Regions from separate parts of the Mus musculus genome. Here region 1 is linked to region 2. A link is a contact called in public promoter capture Hi-C data. All regions are on one chromosome and are shown on one strand. Each heading gives the region's core, a stretch centred on a gene start, on an enhancer-like site or on the middle of the called end of the contact. The rest is flanking DNA. Distances are from core to core; before and after follow the strand shown.

Region 1 (6,233 bases), core at 2,129-4,628, 410 kb after region 2:
TACTTGCTGAGTCATCACACTGGCTGCCTCTAAACCTCATTTTTAATCATTAAAAATCATCTGGTTTTCTTTTTTTCCTCCAAGTTAGCAAACATAAAGTGTCTATATTCTGCCAAAGTTACTCATGTAAGTGAGATTCTCCCTGAAACACACTGGATATTAGCAGTCCTAGAGGTAGCTCTCTCTGTCTGTGAGTCAGGCAAATCTTGGCAGTCACCTTCCAGCATTTGCTCTACATGGGATCTCACAGGATACAATGTCTTGTTACTCAGTTACTATTCACCAAAATTAATAACATCTACCACAAAACTAGGGTGAAGTTGTCATTATGTAATATATGAGGCAATACACTTGCCCCTGTGTCTCATGTCTAGTACTAATTAGTCAAAAGATCACATTTATATCACTTAGTGGAAAAGTTTTTGTTGTTGTTGTTTATTTAAAGCATCTACAACAGGAGTGGTAAAAATAGCTGGTTATTGATACAGTATGAGAAAAATCAAGTCCATTTGTTAAGTAAAACAGGATACACATTATTTTTGCAGGCTAGCCTTACCATAATCAAAATAGTTACTCAACTAAATTAAATGATTTCTTAGAGTTCATAAAGGTGAAAGATTTTTCCAATTTTATCCCATTTTAGTTAGTACACATATTGGAATCCATAGAAGTGAATGACTTATGACTGACCAAGTTCTTTTACCATCTTCCTTCTCCGATGAAACAAAAGATGGATATGAAATTGCTAATGCAAATTGCCTGTCACACAGTGAGAGAATTTCAGATGCTTCCTCGCACCTGAATATAATGTAGTACTGTGTGGTCAGTGATGCCCCCCCTCCCCCCAGTGCCCTCTTATCCCAGCCTGTTTGTGGAGACCTTAGAAACCCTGTTGTTCTGTTGGTGAAGTTCCGATGAACTAAGGGCAATTGGTGACTGTTTTCCAGGCATGTTATATTTGTGCACTTACTTTTGAGGAACATGGCATTTGGGTATGTCTAAACTCCCTTTTTTCCTATGTAAAATCCAGGATGTTTTATGTTAGGAGTTCACTATGTTAATGAGAGCTGAAACAGACATGGACAACTGGCCAATGTCTAACTTCTTGGCTGGTGTGCTGACTGGTTTTATGTGGACTTGATACAAGCTAGAGTCACTGGAGAGGAGGGAGCCTCAGTTGAGAAAATGCCTCAGTAAGAGTGTGCTGTGGACAAGCCTGTGAGGCAATGGTTTTCAACTTTCATAATGCTGAGTCCCTTTAATACAGCTCTGTATGTTATGGTGACCCCAAACCATAAAACCATTTTCATGCTATTTCATAACTGCAATTTTGCACCTGTTATGAATCATAATGTAAATGTCTGTGTTTTGCAATAGTCTTAGGTTGACTCTGAAAGAATAGCTCCATCTCCAAAGGAATTGCAACGTACAGGTTGAGAACTACTGCTGTATGACATTTTTTCTTAATGAGAGATTTATGGGAGGAGGGCCCAGGTCATTTTGGATACTGCTACCATTGAGAAGGTGGTCCTGGGTTGTATAAGAAAGCAGGCTGAGCAAGCCTGTAACCAGCAACCCACCCTAGTCTGCACCAGCTCCTGCCTCCAGGTTCCTAACCCTACTTGAGTTCCTGCTCTCACTGCTTTTAATGATGAAATGTGATATGTAACCATGAGTGAGATAAGCCCTTCCCTCCACAAGATGCCTTGGATGTGAAGTTTCATGGTAACACTGGTAAAGCTAAGACAGTTGGAAAGCTTGTTGCATTGAAACATACCTAGTTTCTCAGCATCAGATTCAAATTCTCTAGGAGGTTTTTGGTACAAATTGGGTTCCTGCCCCTCTTGTCTAAACATTGTGTGCCTTACAGGGTTGTGATGCTGTCCCAGTCCAGGATGTTTTTGTTGTTGTTTTGTTATTGTTGTTGTTCTTTGTATAATAAAGCAGAAGCGGATATCACACATATTACAAAAATGAGGGTAAAATAATTTTCTGTCCCACTGTAAGACAGCCTTCAATGTATACAGAGCAAGGGAATTATATTCAGGCCCTGAGCAAAGGAATTATACTCAGCCTTCCTGGAGAAGGCCTCCAATATCTACAGGGGGTTGGTAAAACTTCTCTTATTCCTCAAGGAGACTCAGGTCTAGCATCAGCAAACCTGGCAAATAAGCAATACTGTTTGTTAGTGGCACGGAATAAATAATTTAGTGATTAATTCCAGAGTAGGTTACTTGGAATAGTGACAGCTTGTGCCCAATTGCCTATTCTCCAAGCTCTTCTCCCTCAACTTTTGTGAGGACAGAATTTAGGTTATAGTTTAGTGAGGGAGGTGTGATCTTTCCATTTTGGGAGCCACATGAATTCTTATGAACAGATAACTTGGCACTCTAAAGTTTAGTCTGGTTATACCCAAGACTTAGCCTATTTATTGCTAAGGCTTTATGCTTGCACGCACATCATACCTAAAAACAAAATATGGAGACATGTATTTTAAAAAGTAAAAACTCTGACTTTACCCAAAGATGTGTCTTAGTTCTTGAAATTCATTTTCTTTGATCTGCAGGTCATCTTCCAGCCTTTCTATTATAATAGCATAAGATTCACTAACTTTCTTCTTCCATTCATCTGGAAAAGAAAAACAAATAGGATTGATTCATAATTGCATTTTGCAAAATGTAGACAGAGATCATAGCATACAAGTAATCAAAACCCTGTTTTTTATTCTCAATTCTACAATACTTAATTTAAATGACTGATTGTGGGTTTAATGCAGATGTTTATGTTTGTAATGCAATCACTTTGGGATTGTAGTAATTAAGAACCCATTTGATATTGTACAATATATTTACATAAAAGAGTATATTTGACTTATCTTATTGATTTTATTGCATTTTAATTGCAGCAATCTCATTGCTAGACAGTATCTTTTGCTTTTAAATACTAGATACTTAAGATATAATTCTAAAATTTCTATACTCAATAGTTCTTCAAACTTTCTATCATATTATACGAAAGGACTAAACCAATATTTTTTAACAAGAAGTTCTCTGTTTTCCTTTAGAACTGTTTCAGGGAAAAGGAGTAAGTTCAAATAAACTCAACACTTAATATTCTCTGCATTCAGATCGGCACACATCTCAGTGATTTGAAACACATCCACTCTTAGGAGTGAGTTGTGTTGCATGTAAGAAAGCGAGAAATGTTAGCAGAACATGGTGGAAATCAGAAGGCTTACCAGAACAAGTCTGTGTCGGTCTGGATTTGTAATTCCCCATTTTAAAGAAGTCTGCTTTCCTCCTGTGCTGCCCTTCACGATATAAGATTCCAAGTTCTAGCGCTGAAACAGACCAGTTGAAAATATGTTGATAGTCTTTCTAAAAATAAGCCAAGTGCTGAATGGAATGTCATGCAAGGACGTCAGAGAGCAAGGCAGAGTGTGCCTTCAAAGGTGAGCTGATCGTGTAGTGGCTGGGTTTGTTTTAAGGGAGCTGTGTGAAAGGTAAACAGCAAGCATTTCAGTTGTGCTATTGGCTTCCATCAGTGGATTGCTTGTTCATCCACACATGCCCTCTGGGTAGGCCAGTTCCTCAATGAGTGAACATGGAAAGTGACTGGTGATTCTGAGCTCCACTGAAAGAGACTCCAGCCAGCCAGCCAGTGTTTGGCATCTTTGGCACCGGTGAAACAGTGGAAGTTGTCCATGTGAAGAAACAGAAATTCCTATCAATCAGCACTGGGTTGAGACCTGCATGTGTATCTGCAGGGACTAGGGTTCACACACACACACACACACACACACACACACACACACACACACACACACACACACCATGACCATTGCAGTTGATTATTCCTACCTAAGTCACAGACAAGAAAAAAGACATAGTGCTTTATAAATACCAATTTATCATAAGAACAACAGTGATCAGAAAAACATTTCAACATTGCTTTCTTACACATTTCTGGGCAATAAGCAGAATTATGAATTTTTTTATGTCAGTTCCAAACAGGGAGTGGAGCCCAAAGTTGATCCTGAACCATTCGACACTGACGTCTAAGACTGCCGTTATTTCTGATGTGCTGTGTCCTGAGTTATTCCACACACCTTCCATTTACTTCACACTGTTGCTTTTTTTCCACGCACATTTGCACTGAAATAAATGAACCCAGTGTGGGATGGAAAAAAAATGGAAATAACATAGGAAACTTATTGGTTATTTTCTATATATTTCTTCTAGGTGATCTTACTGTGTATGAGAGCTGTAAATTCCAATCTTGAAAGTCACACTTAGCTTTAACGTAGGAGGTGTTGGATTCACATTTACTATGATCAAATATTCAAATGGCTCTTCTTAAACAAATGCTTAGATGAGTTAAGGAATCCTCATGCCCTGCCTTAGCAAGCTAAAGGAAAGGTCCCCAGGGAAGGGCTGCCCTACTGATAAAATAAGTCGAACTCAGTACCTGGCTTTGTACTTGTGTCTACTCTTGGTGGTTTGGACTCTCTTCTTGTCATTAAGGCCTGTCAGGGATATGTAGAGTTTATATAGTGCAGGGTCCTCTGGTCACTTTGATCTGTAGTTCTTCAGTTTTCTCCTTTGAAAGCTAGACACTGTTGATTTTGCCAGCTAGTTCCCAGTACTGTGTGACCCCCATGCAGCTTGTTCTAAGCATGGTGAAACCCCAATTCTCTCTGTTTTGAGAGCCTAGCTTCCCTCAGACAAGCTGTTCTCTGATTCACCAGCCCAGGAAACTGACTTCATTAGTATTTCTCAGTCTTAAACCACATACTTCCTCAGGAATGATCCTCCAGGGAGCTATAACATGCATGCATGTGATTTGTATTACAATTTGGGAGTTAGTACATTAGTGTACAGGAAATGATAATGTTAGTAGTTATCAGAAATAGTGGCTCTTTTCTTAGATACTTGTTTTATTATTTTATTAACTCTTAGTAATACATATTTATTGCACAAAAGGACAGGGCTCAGTATAATGTCAATAAATATAGACGTGTAAGCATCTGTTTCATAAGAATTTGAGTTTTCAGGTAAATATGTCTTACATTTTAGTCACTTCCCCCATTACTCTATTTCTCAAAATGAATTAAGTTTTTAATATGATTTTCTCCAGGTAAATCTACTTTTCTGCAAAAGACACAACTTTGTTATTTATCCTTGGGAAAACTCCACCATTCACACATAAGGCACTTTTCTCTATTCATGCACCTGCCCGGGCAGAGTTAGGCAGGTCCTGTAGCTTGGCCCTTATGCATAGTGTCACCATAAAAATGGGTGTGCAGATCCTCTGTCATTGACTGCGTTGAGTCTTTGAGATAAATATCCAGTAGTAATAGGTGAAAGAGGTCCTCACCCACATCAGCGAAGTATTACCTTTTCCTTGAAATCAGCCTTTGTTGGTATCATCTTGATGCTCGCCATTCTGGCTCGTGTGAAATGGAATCTGGGTGTTAGTCTTGTTTGCATTCTGATTGCTAAGGATGTTGGACAGTCTCCATATTATTTATTGTCTAGCTCTTTTGAGAACTATTGGTTCAAAATTTCTTTGCCCATTTTATTGACTGAATTATTTGTGTTTAGGGGCCAATATTTTGAATTCTTTATACACTTGAATAGCAAACTGTCAGATGAATAGCTGGTAAACATTTTCTCCTACTCTGTAGGCTATCCTTTTATTCTGTTAAATGTATTTTGGCATAACATTTGCAAATTAGTGCAATCCTGTATGCTGTGGTTTGCTGAAGTATTGGAGTATGACTCAGAAGGTCTTTGTCTAGACAGTGTACTGAAGAATGGGTCCTATGTGTCCTCTAGCACAATGAATGCTTTTCAGATTCTTGATCTATTTCAAATTGGTTTCTTAAGGCAGAAGGAAGGAAGGAGTTTATTTTAACTCTCCTGCATATCCATATCCAGTGTCCTCGGAAGCAGATGCAAGAGCTATGCACAGTGGCATCCCTGGGAAGCAGAGAAATGGGCTATATGGTCTAGACTTAGGTATCATCCCACTTGTATTTCATGTATGAGTGGATAAACATGTACATTTATCAAGCAGAACATGACCAGGTAATAGACAGGTGCTATTCTAATGTGGACTAGTAGCTGTCTCTGTTCATCTGACAGGATTTAAAATCACTGGGAGGAGATGTGTCTATGACAGTGCTTCCAACTAGGTTTAAGTAAGGAGGGAAGAACCCACCCTGAATGAGC
Region 2 (5,997 bases), core at 684-3,183:
AGTTCTAGTATGGTTTTGTTCATTTCCATCACCTGTTTGGATGTGTTTTCCTGTTTTTCTTTAATGATTTCTACCTGTTTGGCTGTGTTTTCCTGCTTTTCTTTAAGGGCCTGTAACTCTTTAGCAGTGCTCTCCTGTAATTCTTTAAGTGACTTATGAAAGTCCTTCTTGATGTCCTCCATCATCATCATGAGAAATGTTTTTAAATCTGGGTCTAGATTTTCGGTTGTGTTGGGGTGCCCAGGACTAGGTGGGGTGGGAGTGCTGCGTTTTGATGATGGTGAGTGGTCTTGATTTCTGTTAGTAGGATTCTTACGTTTGCCTTTCGCCATCTGGTAATCTCTGAAGCTAGCTGTTTTAGTTGTCACTGTTAAGAGCTTGTTCTTCAGGTGACTCTGTTAGCCTCTATGAGCAGACCTGGAGGGTAGCACTCTCCTTAGTTTCAGTGGGCAGAGTATTCTCTGCAGGCAAGCTCTCTTCTTGCAAGGCAGGTACCCAGATATCTGGTGTTCGAACCAGACTCCTGGCAGAAGTTGTGTCCCACTCACTAGAGGTCTTAGGATCACGTGTGGAATCCTGTGTGGGCCCTTGCGGGTGTCAGGCGACTCAGCTGGCAAGGTAGCCGGGGCTCGAGTGGAGTGGAAGGGGTTTGTGCCCCAGATCAAGCCCGGGTAGCCTGCTTCCCTATGTACTGCAGTCTCAAGTTCCGCGCGATTGGATTGGGGCAGGCGCTGTGTTCCACTCACCGGAGGTCTTAGGGTCCCGTGGGGAGTCCTGTGTGGGCCCTTGCGGGTGTTGGGCAAGACTCTGCTGGCAAGGAAGCCCGGGGCTCGAGTCGAGCGGAAGGGACTTGTGCCCCAGATCAGGCCCGGGTAGCCTGCTTCCCTATGTACCGCAGTCTCAAGTTCCGCACGATTGGATTGGGGCAGGCGCTGTGTTCCACTCACCAGAGGTCTTAGGATCCCGTGGGGAGTCCCGTGTGGGCCCTTGCGGATGTTGGGCAAGACTCTGCTGGCAAGGTAGCCCGGGGCGAAGCGATGACTCTTGAATGTAAGGATGAGGAGTGGCCACTCTCAAGTATTTCGGTGCCATTTCAGGGTCTGAATCAAACCAGATATTCATGAAAGACAGGTTTAAAGGAGGGTGACATGGTCTGGTGTAGCTTTTGTGGCTTGCTAACAAAAAAAAAAAAAAAAAAAAAAATCTTTATTTATTACCAGCAGGTGGCGCACTAGCCTCACGTTTTAAATCTCCCCAGCTTTGTGATTTTTGTTGTAACTCACTAATTGGGCTGTTAAGGGAGGAGATGATAATTTAGGCACTGTTTACAGAAGAAAGCTGATTTAACCTTCAGCTTTTCTATAAGCGTTTTCTTTTTTCGATCGCAGCGTTCCAACCGAAATTTGCTAAAGTAAAATGGAAGACCTCAACTTTAAAAAATGATTGGAGTGAAATGAAAATATAAGCTAGGGCATCAAGTTAGGAACAGGGGCGAAATGTGAGTCGTGAAATCAACACTTCGGGACGGTAATGGCACCATAGCAGCTACAGCCACACACCACACAAGCAGCTCCTCGCAAGCAAAACGCAGACCCCCGTTTGTGACTGAGCTGGAACACTGAGGGGATAAGCAAGGCTCTGAACGCAGTGCGCCTTCTTTGCCAGCTGGCGCAAGTTCCGAAAACTAGAACCCGGGCAAAAAACGTTCCACCACACATCACTGTGAACGCGACCCGGTGACACTTTCACAAACTGAGAACCAGTGAAGACAGAGAAGCAAGTAAAAAAGGAGTGGCCTGGGTTGACAGATAGTCTTTGATGCATGAGATATGGGTGGGGGGGGGGATAATTCTCGAGGAGAGAAAGTGATGGGGCTCACAGTCCCCGCAGCTCAGGGAAGTGAAGCAGAAGTTGTCCTGACAGCTAACGGTGCAGGGCATGCCTGCCTGCGGGCGCTGCCTGTGTGGCCAGGGCTGGATGTGCTCTGCTCGAAGTTTGTCTACATTTGAACATGAGTCCTTCAGCAAAGGGTATCATGAGAGACAGCGCCTTTAAGCCAGCTTTGTTCTTAAAATACTTCATTAGCATGAGATAATATTAGACATAGCAACACAGATAAAAACAGATTACGCAAAGAATAGCAATACTTATTTGGGGAAAACACCCAACGGGAGTTTCATGTGTCACAGTGAACTGTGGGCACATTCAAATTGTTGAGGCCAGGATACATTGTTTTGTAGTTGTCTTTTCTACTTCTTTGCTCCCATCCATTACTCCCCTACATCATCCTTCTGTCTCCTTAACTCGTTCTTTCCCTCACCCCTTTTTCTTTTGGGGGAGGCAGGGTTTGATGTAGCCCAGGCTGGCCTAAAGCTCACTATGTAACCGAGATGACCCTGAACTTCTCATCTCTCTGACTCTACCTCTCAACTGTGGGTCTCTGGTTGTATCTCCATAGTCCGGTTTCCTGACTTAACTTAGGGCTGCAAGCAAGGACAACTTCTCTACCAACCGTGCACCTCCAGTAGGAAGGGAAGATTTTAAAAAGACAAAACTAAAGAGGATCTACCAGATGTTATGAAGCAATCACCCTGGCTGAAGGGGTTAGCAGCAGGACACCTCCGGCAGAAGGGGAACTGCTAGCTCCTGGGCAGGTGTCCCCAGAGTGGTACTGTTTGTGAAGGCTGTGGTGGCTTCTATGTGGGGAGAGTAGTCCTGGCAGAGTCTTTCCTGATGGTTTCCGGCAGGCAGCCATGCCTTAGATCCTTTCCTGCACAGCCTCCGGGGTTCATCCACTCTGTGTTGTCAGGGTCGGGAGAGGCATCTGTTTGATTCTGACAGCTTTCACTTTGCTTTTGTAGAGAAGAGCGAGGGCACCTTGCCTAGCTCGCCAATCATGTTACACAGGCGGTACTAAGCACTTCACATAAAAATCGAGAGCCTAGTCCCATGGCTACTTCTTCAAAACACCCCCAAATCTAAGGCTCAGAGGTCATTGCAGAAGAGGGGGCTGTTAGACTTAGTGTGTTTAAGAATCCTAGGACCAGTGGACCCACAGATTCCCAGTGAAAAGATCCTCTTGAAGACGTTCAGTGATGTTTCATCAGATGAAACACCTCTTAGGCCTTTCAGGTACAGGCAAATGAGGCCCATCTACTGCAGGGTCACTCCAGATTTGGAAGACAGCCTTGCCTTGAGTAAACCTGGTAAATATTCACTGAGAAAATTGAAATTAAAGTGTGTACTGTGCACCAGCAGTGGTCTGTAATCTAAGGTTATTTCAATATATGCACAGACTTGTAAGTTTTACTGTGTCTTTCAGTTTCTATTTAAGGAATAAGTGGACTTAGGCTGCGGATGTGTGTGGTGCTGCAGGCACACCTTTTGGCCGGCACGGGCTTTGAGAGAGCTGTTAATTCCAGTGAACTTCTTGCTGGCTGGGTAAAAAAAAAAAAAACAAAAAAACGGGGAAATAAAATAGGCCCAATTTTATTTAGTTTACACTGATAGACGTGAATCTAGCAAGAGTCCACACCATTGAATCCTTCTTAACGTTTCCTTCCATTCAGACTTAGGGTTTTGTATGGGTTATATGTGAAGTATTTGCTAATAAAAGAAGCCAAACAGTGTAGGAAATTAAGCTTTGCAACCCCTCCCCTGCACTGTTCAAGCTGGGATCCGAATGCAAACACTGAGGGGATATTAGAAATCCATGCAAGGAACTGTGGCTTTTAGAGATTGTCTTCCTGTGCTTCTACGAGCATTCATTATTTCCTTGGCTGTTGAACTGACTCTATATTCAGCTACTAAACACGCTGGTCAAACGTCCTGCTCACGGCTGACAAGTAGCTCCGTTTCCTGACAACATGACCAGCACTGTTGTTTGATGTTCCGTCCGGAGCAGAATTAATTTTCTCCCAGGAGGTCCCGACGGTGAGATAGATCGCACATGCACAGGGTCCACCGGATGGTGGGGCCGCCTTGCACATTGGCATTTTATCTGTAATCAGATACTTTATCGACACGGATCCTGTCAATTCCCCCCAAATAAGTTGGCTTTATTAATACAGGTTGCTCTTCCTTTTGCAGTAATGAGCTCCACCATGGCCGGCTGCTCAAAGAACCAGGAAAAAGCAAAGCCCGGGATCTGTCATTACACAGGGCAGGGGAATCGGATGCGGCTTTTAACTCCAGGCCACTGATGCTAATTCTTGGTAGCTTGCCTGACTTGCCTGGAGCAACTGAAAACATCAACTTAGCTTTATTCAGGCTAATTATCAGCCTGTGCAGTGGTCCTAAATTTGAGAAATGATTGACAGCCTGATACATATTCTCAAGTTCACACTCATTAGCACACAGTGTCTCAGGTCTGGTCTGCCCCCAAGACATGTATGGAAGCCGGCAACCCACTGAGCTCAGACAGTGCTGGGAAGAAGGACTCATCCCTTAGGTGTCCTGGGCTCTCTTCCCACACTGTCCGCATCTGCATAGAACAAGGGCTGGGTGTGACCTGGTTTGACCTGCATCTGTGCACAGAGGCAGCTTAGTCTAGACACTGTCTGTTCTGAATCAGCAGTCACTTTATCACAGGGCTGGGTCTCTTTGTTGATGAATTCCTTTGAATAACCAAGTGTGTTGAACATTTGTTACATTAAAAAAAAACAAAAAACAAAAAACAAAACTATGTGTGAGGGTTGCCCATCATCGTCCTTCCCATCTTAGAAAGCCTGACACTTGCTCTGTAGGTGTTATTCTATCCTTTTCCTTCAAATTATAAACCTCTCCTCTCCTCTCCTCTCCTCTCCTCTCCTCTCCTCTCCTCTCCTCTCCTCTCCTCTCCTCTCCTCTCCTCTCCTCTCCTCTCCTCTCCTCTCCTCTCCTCCCTCCCTCCCTCCCTCCCTCCTTCCTTTCTCTTTTTTTTAAAGTATAGAATAGAGTTGATTCAGGGCATGGGGAGGGGAGTTGAGAGAACAGCAGAGAGAGAGAGAGAGAGAGAGAGAGAGAGAGAGGGGGGAGAGAGAGAGAAAGAAGAGAAGAGAAGAAAAGAGAAGAGAAGAGAAGAGAAGAGAAGAGAAGAGAAGAGAAGAGAAGAGTGAGGGAGTAGAGGACTTGGCTGAGAGCACTTGGAGAGAGATGGGGAGGGGAATGGAGAGAGAGAACCTCTATTTTCCACTGGGTGAAACACCATTATTTTGTGCCTGTCATTGTTTTGGGGCTTCTAATGCTTTGTTGTACAACTAAACCTGTGATAAAATTAAAATCCCCATAAACGAGCTGCCAGGAGGTGCATCTGAGAACACGGTTGATGTCACAGGTGTGCCAAATGTTACATCTTTGTCAGGAAAATAGACTTGAAATTGTATAGCAGGGTGACTTTTCCTGGGGCGGAGGAAAGCTGCAATTCGTAGGTCTCTGCTCCTTCCCAAGAATGGATTTCCTGCTTCCGGATCCCAAGAGACTCCTTGTACCCGCTAGGGAAAGCGTCCTCACCACAGAGGCTCCTGTTGCCCAAGGAGTGCTTCACCCAGCCTTGGCTTTTCAGTGGAGAGAGGGCCACAGCACCATCTCTGCAGTGCTTAGGACCTGATCCTGCCGTTTCCTCAGAGCACTGCAGGAAAGAATGTCACTGTGGTCTAACTTCCCACACTCTTAGCAGAGCCTCTCTGTCTACTTTTCTTCATCTTCCATCACCCAACACCGGCCTCCCGTTCTCCATGGAGACATGGCGGAAGCTTGAGCTTCACCCACCCCTTTCCCGTCCGCAGTCAGAACAGCAGAGTTCTGTCACGTGGTTTTGCTAGTTGGAGGCAGCAGACAAAATTCTGACCAGGGATATTTTTTGTTTGCCCTGTATAGTGTTGTAAAAATTAGAATGTTTCACCCAAACCATCTGGATTTTCAGCTTCTTTGTAAAAAGGAGAAGATGTGTTAGTCTTAGAAGGTATTTCTAGAAGACTGTCAGCAGCTGAAGTGCAGCCAACTTTGATGGCTGTGTGG

The links. Promoter capture Hi-C pulls out the DNA fragments that hold promoters and counts their contacts.
Region 1: a promoter capture Hi-C map of hippocampal neurons shows a contact between it and region 2, with 2.8 times the contacts expected there. The contact joins the promoter of Tnni3k here to the enhancer-like site in region 2. A contact is called at or near these places in 10 of 39 promoter capture datasets (the 3T3-L1 cell line, 3T3-L1-derived adipocytes, the C10 cell line and 5 more), 1 of 15 datasets of contacts at CTCF or cohesin (the NIH/3T3 cell line), 4 of 115 datasets of contacts at active chromatin or transcription factors (embryonic fibroblasts, embryonic stem cells and heart atrium) and 1 of 9 other capture datasets (adipose tissue).

What each region holds. Positions count from the first base shown.
Region 1 is chr3:155,052,029-155,058,261 of GRCm38.p6, forward strand. It overlaps Tnni3k (TNNI3 interacting kinase), which reads right to left and starts at 3,379. Exons shown (of 25, transcript NM_177066.5): 1 at 3,239-3,379; 2 at 2,520-2,628. The coding sequence starts at 3,278.
Region 2 is chr3:154,645,673-154,651,669 of GRCm38.p6, forward strand. No RefSeq gene overlaps it. Among named protein-coding and RNA genes, the nearest start is that of Tyw3, 52 kb to the left of the region's middle. Within about 2 kb of position 1,934, at least 18 of the 459 cell types and tissues checked have an H3K27ac peak or open chromatin away from gene starts, as enhancers often do. A contact at or near this core is called in hippocampal neurons, where this site is marked.